Regions from separate parts of the Pan troglodytes genome. Here region 1 is linked to region 2. Evidence: chromatin contacts called from public Hi-C data. All regions are on one chromosome and are shown on one strand. Each heading gives the region's core, a stretch centred on a gene start, on an enhancer-like site or on the middle of the called end of the contact. The rest is flanking DNA. Distances are from core to core; before and after follow the strand shown. Region 1 overlaps LOC104001414 (a long non-coding RNA gene). Region 2 overlaps LOC134807542 (a long non-coding RNA gene).

Region 1 (6,396 bases), core at 2,791-5,290, 140 kb before region 2:
AGTGTCAGTCACCTTAAAAAGAAACGAGTTGGACCATGTTGTATTGCTGCAAGAGAGCAACATTCTCCACATGGCTGGACTCAGGAAAGTAAATGGGCCCTTGTTGCATATAAGGCTGCCTGAGAAAAAGCAAACATTGACTCCCAGAAACAGTCTTAAAGTAATGGGCATGTCATAGGGCAGATGGTAGCCAGCTGCTCTCCAGTTTTTCTGAGACCAGCAGAATAGGAGATGTTCTATGACTGCATCGGGAGTGAATTCATTATCCCCAAAGGCTCCCCAACCCTCAGGTCTGTTAAGACCACTGATATTACTGACTGAGGGAGGTTATGAAGTAGCCTTCTTAAGTGCTTTAAATATAAGGCTATTATTCATGTTTTGGGGATGATGTCTCCCATCTTCACTAAACTGATGCCTGAATACCAGTCATGGGCTATGCTATCCCAAAATGCTGGCTATAGGAATTGCAAATGTTTCACTGGAAAAATGGAAAACTAGCATCATTTTTAGTTCACAGGATCATGATTTGTACCACAGCCATGTGGATGCGTGGTAGAGACTGGAAGGAACCGAGTCCCAACTATTGATCCACAGCATCTGCACTGTTAGGCAACATGCCCTGCCAATGAAGCAGGGTACCAAATACTTTAGTAGTCTCCTCCATTACTCTGCAGGGCAAATATAATCATCTTTCCTCTGCAGAGGAGGACTTGGAAGAGATCGGTTAACTCTTTTCAAAAGTTAAGCAATTTCCTTCTTGAGAGCTTGAAGTGGGACAGAATGCAAGTCACCTGTCCTGCCTGCAAGAACTTCTTGTCCCTCCCCCTCCAATCCATCCTCCTCGATTCAGCATGAAGGGTCTGAATTCCAGTGGATTCAGACTTTGTTACCACGACCCACAATAATAAGTATATTTCATACCATGATTCAGAACATACACAATCACACACACACAAACACATTTCATGAACCAATACTTACAGCACACACAGATTTTCATATTTTTCTATTCCATTCTATTCTCATCCATTCTATTTTTCAAATGTCAGTCATGACCTGAATTTCCCTGTATAACCTGAAGTTTGAAAAACAATGTTCCTACCACTGATCTCTCCCACCTATTCAAAAGACTAGCTATTCTCCATTTCCTACAAAATAAAGTCCAAATTTCTTAAGAGGACAGATAAAACCATTTATAACTCTGCCTTCCAGCTCCAGTTCTGCCATCTTCACCTGAGCTCACAACATACCTGGCGACTGGCCTTTCCTAGGAGACGCTAGCCCCACTACACAGTCTCACTTTCTGCCTTGCTCAGGCCCTACCCACAGGCTAGATGCACTTCTCACTACAAGAAAAACTGCTCTTTCTCCTTAAGAAATATCCCAGATATCACCCCCTTCTGAAGACTACCCTGACCTGCCCAAGCAGAACTAAACTCTGCACCAGGTTTCCAGTCTAGGAACTCTTTTTTGTATAGTGCATAATGATCATCTGACCCTCCTGATGGTTTAGATGTCTTTCCCTATTTCTGAATTGGTAGGAATACATTTTTAAATCCTTTCCTTTATGATTGGCACCTGCCTTTTTCTTTCTCAATCTTCAGCCTATTCCCCCTCCCCATCTGCATACATCCCAGAGCCCCCCATACAACTGGAAGATCACAGAGAAGGAAAAAGGAGAATGGTCAAAGTTAGTTGTGGCAAACCAATCTGGTTCTCGTTTTTCTTCCTCCAAATTTGCAGTCCTGTTTCCAGGAGATCCAAGCTTGGCAAAGGCATAGCATGATTCATCTGAATCACAAGAAGTTGGAGAAGGCAAGTGAGGTGGAGAAACCAAGGCAGAGTGCGAAGAGTGGCTGCCTCAGGCTACAAAACCAGGGCAGGAACTGACAGTACAAACAGAATAAATAATACTGATTCACAGGCCAGAGAAACCCTGTCGCCAAAAAATGCCCTGTTGCAATCTCAGCTGGTAGGCTGTGGATGGCCTGATTTACAACCAGTTTCAGAGTTTAATGAACTCTCAGGTCACCTTTATCTATATAAAAATAACAACAAAAAGACCCCTAGTGCTATGCAGTTTTCAAAGCAATTACTCACACATTATTCCATTTCATCGTGGAGTGTCAGAGTTGTAAGGGACTTTAAGAGGTCAATTAGCTCAATCCCTCATCCTGCTGCAGATGAAAAGGAGACTGAGAATAGGCAAGTGACTTGCCCAAGGTCACACCCCTGTGTTAGCAGCACAGTGCAATGCTCTTTTTTACCAAACCACACTTCTCACACACAGAAGTAGCCAGTGCTCCAGTGGTCTCTTGATTCAGAGCGCTCTAAGAGTTTCACTCTGCCTGGATTTCAAAGCCCTTCAAAGGAGGGAGGGTGGTGCCTGCCTTATCTTTCAAAGATTCCCAAGCGCAGAGATTCTCTGGCATCTCTCTGGTCAACTCTTTTTTTTTTTTTTTTTTTTTTAGACGGAGTCTCACTCTTGTTGCCCATGTTGGAGTGCAATGGTGCAACCTCGGCTCACTGCAACCTCCGCCTCCCAGGTTCAAACGATTCTCCTGCCTCAGCCTTCCGAGTAGCTGGGATTACAGGCAGTTGCCACCACGCCCGGCTAATGTTTCGTATTTTTAATAGAGACGGGGTTTCACCATGTTGGCCAAGCTGGTCTCGAACTCCTGACCTCAGGTGATCCACCCACCTCGGCCTCCCAAAGTGCTGGGATTACAGGAATGAGTCACCGCACCCAGCCTCCGGTCAACTCATAATTTGCTGCCACAGTCGGCTAATCTGGTCTTCACAGTATTGTATCCCCATTACCAAGAGTGCCTAAGCTATTAACCCACCAGTAACAGGTGCCAAATTGCCTCTTCTTCTGCACAAGATGTTCGTTTAAAATCAAATTGCACATAAATCCCTCCAGTCCCAACTCACTTCCCTCAGCCCTCGGCCTTTTTTGGTCTTCTTTCCCCTTGATGCTCCCAATCCTGCCTACTGAGCGTCTCTAAGATGACGTTGGGAGGGGAAGCTGGGTGGCCTGGGGGAGCAGCATGGAGTTGCGCGAGCAGGCGGGCAAGTCACAGGGCTTTATCCACCCCGCGCCCACAGGCCCCAGGAAGGGGTACCGCGATCGCCTGATGTCACTACACTCATGGACTCTTCCAGACCGGCTCTCTCATCTTACAGATGGGGAAACTGAGGCCGGGAGTGCAGAAGGGGCTTGCCCAAGCACGTTAGTAAGACTAAGCTGGGAGAACACACCAAGTTTCCACACTCCCAGGCCAGCTCACTTCCTCTACTGTCCGCCTTTCCCTTCGCCCATGAGGAAACTGAAGCTTAGGGAGGTGGAGAGATGACATAGGACCGCTCGGCTTCCCCAGGCCGGGTCCAGGAGCAGAAGCGCGGAGAGAGGGGAGAAAGGGAGGCCGGGACCGGGCATTCCCCACGACGGGTAGATGTGGCGCACAACTCCAGGGGGCACTGCTCGCCCCGCGGTCTACGTGCCCCCCGGCCCTTTGTGCCCTGCTGAAGTTGGGGAGAGGGCGCAGGGAAGAAAGGGCAGGTGCCCTGACCCTCCAGAAAACCAGCCCCTCGGGGCCGCCCGGAGTCGGGGAGGCCTGGCCCCCGGCACTGCCCACGGCCTCTCCTCCGGGGAGACGGGGTCCGAATGCCTTTCCCCATTCAGCGGGATTATTCCTTTTGAATTGTTTAAAAAAAAAAAAAAAAAAAGCTGCAGCTAGCGAACCCTGCCTGACAACACCGAAGGAATTTTTCCCAGGGATCGGCCGAAAGCTGACTCACATTTAAAGACTTGCCCGAAGTGGTCATGCCCCTCTGAGCAAATACCACAGGCATGCGAGCACGCGTCCGCGGCCTCCTGGCGGCGCGGCCTCCAGGCGCGGCCGGCGATTGGAGCAGCGCAGCGCCGCTTCTCCCCCGCGCAGCCAATCGCAGCGCCGCGCCTCTGGGTTGCTAGCCGGGCCGCCGGGCGCGGGGAGGCGCGGGCGGGGAGTTGTCCCTGCTCGTTTCCCGGCCCTGGGCGGGGGCGCGGCGCGCGGGCGGGAGGCTCAGGCAGTGGGTTTCGGCCAGTATGGCCCTGGAGGGAAAGCCAAGGAAAGGGATGAGCCACCTACGCCGCAGGCCCTTTGAGCCCCGCGGTCCCTCTCCGGAATGTGCGCGGCGGCGAGAGGCGCTCGGCCTAGGCCCGGCTTGGAGGCGCATTGCTGCGCATCTTCCCCGGACCGCAGGAGCCTGGCCTGCGAGCCACCCTCGCCTGCCTCAAAACTCCGACGCCCGGCAGTCATCTCCTGGCCACCCCACCATTGCAGAAGGCAGCGGGGGGAGGGGGGCACGGGCTCATAAATCGCGGAAGAGCAGTCAAAGACCCTAGTTCGCAGCTACATTACAACCAGATTAACGTGCGATCCTGGCCAAGGCTTCTCACAACTGTAGTTCTTGTGTTTTGGGTTTTTTTCTCGTGTTTCAAATGAGAGGTTTGAGCAGGATCATTAGACTCCTTGGCGCTAAGATTCAGGTTCTTGTAAGAACCGAGATCCAGTTCTTATACTTCAGCCCCAAACAATTTTCCACGCAGCGGCCCAAGTGCTTTTCTCAACATGTAAAGGGCATCATGTCATTCCCCCACCTTAGAACCTCTGAGTGTCTCTGTCCCTCTCCATCCAGCTTTATCCCAGCGGTCTTTCTGGGCTGCTTGAAATTACTGCCTCTCTCCCCCAGCTTTTTCCTGCCTCAGGCCTTTGCGCATGCTGTTTCCTTCACTATCTCTTGGCCAATTCCTAACTCACCCTTCAGGTCTCCGCATAAATGGCACTTTACTAGTGAAGCCTTCCCTGTGCCCCAATCTGAATGAGGTCCCACTGCTACTCCCACGTGACACCCTGCGGTTTTCCATCATGCCTATATTCAAAGCTGTAATTTTCTAATTTTATTTGCTTACTATCTCTTCCACTAGAAAAGACAGAGGCCACTTCTATTTTGTACCCCATCAGAACAGTTAAATTATCCCCAGGTAAGTAAAGAATTATCATACCTATTTAACAGATAAGGCGGTGGAAGTTGAGACAGGTTAGATAACTTACCTAGGTTCAAATAGCCAAAGGTGTTAGAACCTATGGGCTTCTACTTCTGTCAGGAAATTGGATTATAAAATAATAGGCTTTCCAAGAAATAGCAAATAAATTGCTAGAACAGATGGCTTTCGCACTTTAGATGCTGTGGTTTTGCCCCTGCCCTTCAGGACTCTTTCCATACCAATGAAAGTTCCATTCCTTTATTCATTCAACAAATATTTATGGTGTATCTATTATAAGCTAAGCAGCACAATCGTAAACAAGAGATTTCCTTTCCAGAATCTACAGAACACTAGCTACACAGTACAGCCTTTTCTACCATGGAGCAGTATCCAAAGTGTCCATTTAGTTAAAAATTTTGCTCATCTTTTCTGATATTTTGTTTATTTTGGTGTCTGTTCTGATATGTGGTAGGCTTAGCCTACCAGATACATGTATATATAGATGTATACCTACCATATGTGTGTAAATATGTGTATATGCACACATCCTTTTTTTTTTTTTTTTTTTTGAGACAGGGTCTCACTGTTGCCCAGGCTGGAGTGGTGGTCACAATCATGGCTCACTGCAGCCTTGAGCTCCCTGGACTCAAGTGATCCTCCCACCTCAGCCTCCCGAGTAGCTGGGACTACAGGTGCACCCCACCACACTTGGCTAATTTTTGTATTTTTTTCTAGACACAAGGTTTCGCCATATTGCCCAGGCTGATCTCGAACTCCTAGGCTCAAGTGATCCCCCCGCCTCAGCCTCCCACAGTGCTGGGATTACAGGTGTGAGCCACCATGCCCAGCTGCCTGTATTTTTTATTGGACTAAAAAATGCATCCCAAAACTTGGTCAAAAAATAAATTTCTTTTAAAATGTATACTGCTGTTAGGTGGGGCACAGTGGCTTAGGCCTGTAATCCCAGCACTTTGGGAGGCCGAGACGGGCAGATCACCTGAGGTCGGGAGTTTGAGACCAGCCTGACCAACATGAAGAAACACCGTCTCTACTAAAAATACAAAATTAGCCAGGCGTGGTGGCGCATTCCTGTAATCTCAGCTACTCAGGAGGTTGAGGCAGGAGAATCGCTTGAACCTGTTAGGCAGAGGCTGCGGTGAGCCAAGATCATGCCACTGCACTCCAGCCTGGGCAACAAGAGCAAAACTCCCTCTAAATAAATAAATAAATAAATAAAATTTATACTGCTGTTTCTTTGAATTACCAATGTGATCTGGGTGCCAGTCATAGTTATCTCTAAAGGAAGATGCTAAGGCAGGGAAGCTTTACGCATGGCAAGAAACTTTTCTAGGTATTATCCCCTC
Region 2 (6,643 bases), core at 3,220-5,719:
TTTAGGGTAAAGCAGCTCAATTAGATTATTGCTACTCCAGAAAGCTGTTCTAAAATGTGCTCGACAAAAGCTGGTCTTGTCCAGAAACAAAATAATTCTCTGGCTTATTAGAACTTTTGTGCTCATGGATTGTTTTGCTTTGTGTTTTGTTTTGTTTCATTTTGTTTTGTTTTAATCAGAAATGTTCTTGCCTGTGTCCCAGCGCCATCTTGTGTTAGAAATGAGCATATTTTCCAATTAGGGTGGAAAAAATCCATTTTGGGCGATCTGTGAGGGACCACTACTCCTTTCTGCACCCTAGAATATCTGGATTGGAGGAAACCCCAAAGGTCAAATGTCATCTAGGCAAGACTTCCCCAAGATGCCTGCCAGAGGTAGAGGTTTTTAGTCTACTCCCCAGAATAAGCGTAAATCCAGGAGGCTAGAGCTGGAAGAAATTCTCCTAGAACAAATGAAAATGAAATAGTTGGATGAGAGAGATCACAAGCAGTTTTTCCTTTCTATTTCCTTTTAGTTTCACTTTCATAGATCTCCTGGTATGTTCAGAAAAGCAAAGACATGTGACTGGAGACCTACGGAAATGCTCTGCCGTAGCTTCGGGAGCAGGAAAGGATCCGAAATGATGACATAAGAAAACGCATAAATACCCTACAATGAAGGGTAGAAGTTAATTTTTTTCAGAGCAATGCTTTTCAATAAGTGGCTGCCAGGCAGATCTTGTTCAACCCTATGTCATAATAAGACTTGTCTTAAAATCATTCCATATTTAATTTATCGGGCTTTGAAGAGAAGGATATATTTCTCTTCCAATTTTAGGATTATTTAAGATTTGAGTTAATGTTAAGAACCTTCTATCGAATAAAAATACTCTAAGTGCGATGCGAGCATTATCCCAAATCCTGAATGTAGATGGAGGGTTTTGGATTTGTTCATAGCTAACATCCCTTTCCTGCTCTGAGAGTTTCTTACGCTGTGATTTGGGGCCACGCACAAGATCAACAGCAAGTGCCTTTGTGTCAAGTTGTCCTGGCCCAAAGGGCGCAGGGGTTGGCCGGGTAAGAGTCTCCTTGTCGTTTAGGTGCACAGTTGATTCAAAGCGAGTGATCTGCACCAGATTTCTGATCATTCATGATTCTCAGCTGCTTCTTGCCTCTTGTGTCCTTTGGATGGTTTGTAAATTCACTTCATAGTCTCCCTCAGTAGATGAAAAATTCCACAAAGACAGGCACTGTATCTTTTGCTTCCTACATCTCTGGGCATCTTGGTGCTGATGAATCTGAGCCCAGAATCTGATTTGTGTCAGTATGACACCAAATCATGGACTTTGAGAGATGGCAGCAACCTTGGAGATCACCTGGTTCAATCATCTCATTTTTTAGTTGGGAAACTGAGGCCCCAAAATGGGATGTTATGCACAATATCACATAATATAGCGGTACTGAGCTTGGATCAGTTCCTGAGTCTCCTGTTTTAGCCACTGACAGTGTATCTCAATCTCTCTGTCTCCACAACTGGCAGAGGACATACACTGTTCCCACTCCAGCTTAAAGCAGCTAACCACACACAAGAACCTACTTCAAACCCAGGAGGTGGAGGTTGCAGTGAGCCGAGATCACGCCATTGCACTCCAGCCTGGGTGACAGAGGGAGGCTCTGTCTCAAAAATTTTTAAAAAGCCCTATGTAAGTGAATATTGCCTTCTGCTTCATAATATACACATTTGCTTTAACATTAAAAATAATGTTAGAAGCTGGGCGCGGTGGCTCACGCCTGTAATCCCAGCACTTTGGGAGGCTGAGGCGGGTGGATCACGAGATCAGGAGATCGAAGCCATCCTGGCTAACACAGTGAAACCCCGTCTCTACTAAAAATACAAAAAAGTTAGCCAGGCATGGTGGTGGGTGCCTGTAGTCCCAGCTACTCGGGAGGCTGAGGCAGAAGAATGGCGTGAACCCGGGAGGTGGAGGTTGCAGTGAGCCGAGCCGAGATCGGGCCACTGCACTCCAGCCTGGGCGACAGAGCAAGACTCCATCTCAAAAAAAAAAAAAAAAAAAAGTTAGATTTTTTTTTTCTAATAAAGAAAATTGGTACTGAAGATCTAATGGTAAAGAGTCATTTATTTTCCTTGGCATACTGCTGTAATCCCTGGAGTTAAAACAAAGTTGTAATGTTGGATGGAGTGCTTGGGGTTCTGGAATGGTGATCCTCTTTCTGAGTATGGTTCCGTGCCCCATGAAGGTATGTGAGGGAGGATGGAAGTCAGGCAGGGAGGTCAACAGGGGAGGTAAAAGCCAAGATCTTGTCATTTACAAAAATTATGTAATTATTTTAACAGCTTTGTTGAGGTGTAATTCACGTATAACTCATCCATTTAAAGTTCAATGGCTTTACATTTCAATGGTTTTCAGCATAAAAGTGCTGTGTCTTGAGAAAACAGGACAGAGATCTTGAGAAGCTGGAGCTGGTGATGGTTGTGTTAAAACACACCCCTCCACACAGTGCCTTTTGGAGTATAAGAAATAGTGACACCTAGCTTTTAACTCAGTGTATGCTCTGTTCTGCCTCTTAGTTATCTGTAGGGCGTTATTAAACCAGAGAAGCACCACCCCTACTCCCTCACAAACTGAACTGAAGTTCTATCCATAGACATTTGCTTTATTTGCTGGGCAGAAATAATGGACTTCAGGGATAAACTAGCAGAAAATAGCGGCTCCTGAATTGGTAGGGGAAAGGAACAAAGGGCCAGGAACGGTCATGAGTGATAAAGCAGTGAGCCACGCTGCTTTTTTTTTTTTTTTTTTAAGAGAAACATAAATTTATCCTAGGGAGTACACTGAAATCCAATCGAGGTTAAGTAATCAGAACTGGAATCAGAAGTAGATGGCTTAAAACCACATTGAGAGATGGCATGAGGCAGCAACTAGGAGTGTGGGCTCTAAATCCACGCACCAAGCCTCCAGTGCTTGACCTTGGACAGGCTAACTGATCTCTTTGTGTCTCAGATCCCTTAGAGGTAAAATGAGGGTAATAAGAGTAGCTACTTCCGTGGGGTGCTTGTGCAAATTATATTTGTTAACAGAGCTTATAACAGCGTCAGGCACATACTAACTGCCTGACATTGTTGTAAGTGTCACTTATAACACTGCTTACTAAATGTAAGTATTTGTTAATTATTATACCACGCCCTGTTCAATCTGCATATCATCCCCCCACTCCTAATTTTCCAAATACACATAGACACACGTAGACACACACACACTCACTCTCTCTCCCCTCACTCTTCCTTAGCACGTGAGGCATATTGCTGCTTGGGAAGCTTGTACCAGCTGCTCCCTCTGCATGGAATACCTTTTGTCTAGATATCTATTACTTTCACTGCCTTACCTCCTCCAAGTTTTTCCTTAAATGTTCTCTTCTCAACCAGGGGCATCCTGAGTACTCCCAACATTCCTTATCCTGATCTATGTTTTTTTCTATAGTTCTTATCACCTTAGAACACGCTATACAATGTACTTATTTATTATCTATTATTGTCTATCTCCACATGTCCCTACCCCAAGGCCTGCCCACCCACTAGCATGTAAATCCCATAAAGGCAGAGGCTTTTAAAATCTATTTTGTTCCCTGATCTATTCAAGAGGCTACAGACAGTGCCTGGAACATGGAGGGTGCTTGCTAAATATTTATTGAATGAAGAATTGAAGGCTAATTCATATTAGATAATCTGTTGTAATTTCTTGACACCCCTGGGTGTGCTCATTAGAAACAGGCTAAACCCTCACATGTCTGGAGTGACCTAAGTCCAGGCAGTATACCTTTTGGCTGCCCTTCCCACCACCCGAGGCTTTTACTTACCTCCCTCTCTCCTAATTTTAAAAATTATTTCTTATGGAAGTCTTTTCCTGTTTTCTGTTCTGAACCTCAAAGCTTCTCACGCTCTTTTTAAAGTCATTTCTGTTGTCCCTTTCCGGATCATTCCTATTAAGTCCTTTTTTTTTTTTTTTTTTTAAACGTGATGACCAAAACCCTAATGTGGCATTCCTGGAAGGAAAGCCCCAGCCAGGAATGTCACAGCTCCAGAGTCTTTTCAGAATTCTCCATCCTCTAATTAGGATGGCCACACATCTCAGCTGCTGCTTTTGACTGCCGCTGTGAGCTGAATGCTGATGTCCATCATTGTGCGTAGATAATTTCCCGGAGCAGCGAAAACTAATAATCAGTGGTATTCTCAATAGAGCCTTTCCATTTAGCGTGGGTGAGTTATTTAGCACTTCATTTTTTTTTAGGTTGAATTTAATTCCTTGTCATGTTTCCTAATTAGGAAGATTTGTGAAATTCATTTTGATTTTTTGAAAAATTCCTTTCCAGGAATGCTTATCTCGGCTTCGGTGAATGTTTCATCTGCTTATTTCACCTCTTAATTCCTGCTGGGGTTGTTAACGTGTCAGACTTCAACAGCAGGGCTGATTCTGGGGCTGCCTCATTGTTGGCTCTTTTTCAGACGGAGGCTGGGTCTTTATGTTCAAGGCGGATGGGCACAAATGCAGCTTTTTCTCCCCTTCCTCCCTCACCCTCTCCTGGCCCCCTCGGCTTTCCTTTTGCGCCTTCTTCCTTTCTGTCGAATCCAGCCTGTCTCCCATATCCTTTCCTACAGCTCCCCAAATTCTGGTTGTAAATGTGGCCTTTATGGATAAAAACAGTTATGATAATAACAATAAAGTGATAGGTAATACTGTATCCTGCATCTCACCACTTACTCCGTTCTCTTTCCTCCTTCTATTGTCTTAGAAGAGATCGATTTTTTTTTCTCGCAAATTCACCTTGCTGCTCTCTTCATCCATCTACCTGTTTTCTCCGTCTGATGATTTTCCTTTCCCCTTGGGAATTTCCTCCTAACTCTCTCAGCATTTGAAAATCTAACAAACTTCATGGGGTTCCAGGGAGGGCTGCCATCACTCATGATTCCTGGGCCGGGTTTAGCATGGCTTAAGACATTTCCACCCAGAACACATGTAGAAAATATGAAAGATAAAGTAAAATGTTTAGTTTTCCTGAGAAAACTGGTGACCCTGGTCAGTATGCGTAGTTTCTACTGCAGTGGCTCTTTGCCTGGAACTATGAAGCAGAAGGAACTATGATGATACATACCCTGCGTTAGGCTACGTATCAGGGGAAATTGCAGGCCTTGTACAGTCATCTGTTGATATCCATGGGGAGTTGCTTCCAGAACCTTCCTCGGATACCAAAATCCTGGGATGCTCAAGTCCCTGATATACAATGATGCATATAACTAACACATATTTGCATATAACCTACACATACCTTCCTGTATAGTTTAAATTACCTAACAACAGTACAGATGCTATGTAAACAGTTGTTATACTGTATTGTTCAGGGAATAATGACAAGAAAAAAAATGTCTGTCCATGGTCAGTACAGACACAACCATCTATTTTTTTTCTCAATATTTCTGATCCATGGTTGGTTGAATGCATGATTGTGTAACCCACGGGTATGGAGAGCCAACTATACAATGGTATTCCCCCAGCCCCAATTTCACTTCCTGCGATTTCAGTTTTCCGCCGTCAACCATCACCTGAAAATATTAAGTATAAGATTCAAGAGATAAATAATTCATGTTTAAAATTGCATGCCATTCTGAGTAGCATAATGAAATCTCATGCCATTCCCTTCCTGTTTTCCCCAAGATGTGAATCCTCCCTTTAGTCACTATTTCCATGGTGTCTGCAGGCGCACCTTCTTTTATTTATTGCACTTTGCTTTATCATGTTTCACAGATGTTGCTTTTTTTTTTCTTTTCCTTTTTCTTTTTTTTAACAAACTGAAAGTCTGTGGCACCCTGCTCAAGCAAGTCTATCAGTTCCGATTTTCTAACAGCATGTGCTCTCTTTATGTTTCTGTGTCACATTTTGGTAATTCTCACAATAATCCAATTTTTTCATTATCATTCTATCTGTCATGGTAATCTGGGATCAGTGATTTTTGGTGTTACTATTAGAATTGTTTCAAGATGTTATGAACCGCACTCATATAAGATAGCAAACTTAACTGATAAATGTGTGTGTGTTCTGACTGCTCCATCAACCAGCCCTTTCCCTGTGTCTCTCCCTCTCCTCGGGCCTCCTTATTCCCTGAGACACAACAATATTGAAAGTAGGCCAATTAATAACCCTACAATGGCCTCTAAGTGTTTAAGCAAAGGGAAGAACACACGTCTCTCACTTTAAATCAAAACTAGAAATGATTAAGCTTAGTGAGGAAAGTGTGTCAAAAGCCAAGATAGGCCAACATCTAGGTCTGTTGTACCAAACAGCCAAGTTGTGAATGCAAAGGGAAAATTCTTAAAAGTGCTACTCCAGTAAACACACAATGATAAGAAAGTGAAAAAAACTGTATTGCTGCTATGGAGAAAGTTTCAGTGGTCTGGATAGAAGATCAAACCAGCCACAACACAGCCTAATCCAGAGCAAGGCCCTAACTCTCTTCAATTCTATTAAGGCTTAGAGAAGTGAAGAAGCTGCAGAAGATGCTTGAAGCTATCAGAGGTTGGTTAATGAGGTTTAAGAAAGAAGAGATCTCCATGGGCCGGGCGCAGTGGCTCATGCCTGCAATGCCAGCACTTT

The links. A called contact is a pair of places that touch in the nucleus more often than the background predicts.
Region 1: a Hi-C map of stem cell-derived neural progenitor cells shows a contact between it and region 2, with 7 times the contacts expected there. The contact joins two enhancer-like sites. A contact is called at or near these places in 4 of 7 Hi-C or Micro-C datasets (blood, induced pluripotent stem cells and stem cell-derived neural progenitor cells), 1 of 1 datasets of contacts at active chromatin or transcription factors (stem cell-derived excitatory neurons) and 1 of 1 other capture datasets (stem cell-derived neural stem cells).

Annotation. Positions count from the first base shown.
Region 1 is chr10:11,197,330-11,203,725 of NHGRI_mPanTro3-v2.0_pri, reverse strand. The region is part of intron 2 of LOC104001414 (a long non-coding RNA gene); the gene reads right to left. Among named protein-coding and RNA genes, the nearest start is that of PARP11, 150 kb to the right of the region's middle. Within about 2 kb of position 4,040, at least 12 of the 24 cell types and tissues checked have an H3K27ac peak or open chromatin away from gene starts, as enhancers often do. A contact at or near this core is called in stem cell-derived neural progenitor cells and stem cell-derived neural stem cells, where this site is marked.
Region 2 is chr10:11,053,452-11,060,094 of NHGRI_mPanTro3-v2.0_pri, reverse strand. The region is part of intron 1 of LOC134807542 (a long non-coding RNA gene); the gene reads right to left. Among named protein-coding and RNA genes, the nearest start is that of PARP11, 9.1 kb to the right of the region's middle. Within about 2 kb of position 4,469, at least 6 of the 24 cell types and tissues checked have an H3K27ac peak or open chromatin away from gene starts, as enhancers often do. A contact at or near this core is called in stem cell-derived neural progenitor cells and stem cell-derived neural stem cells, where this site is marked.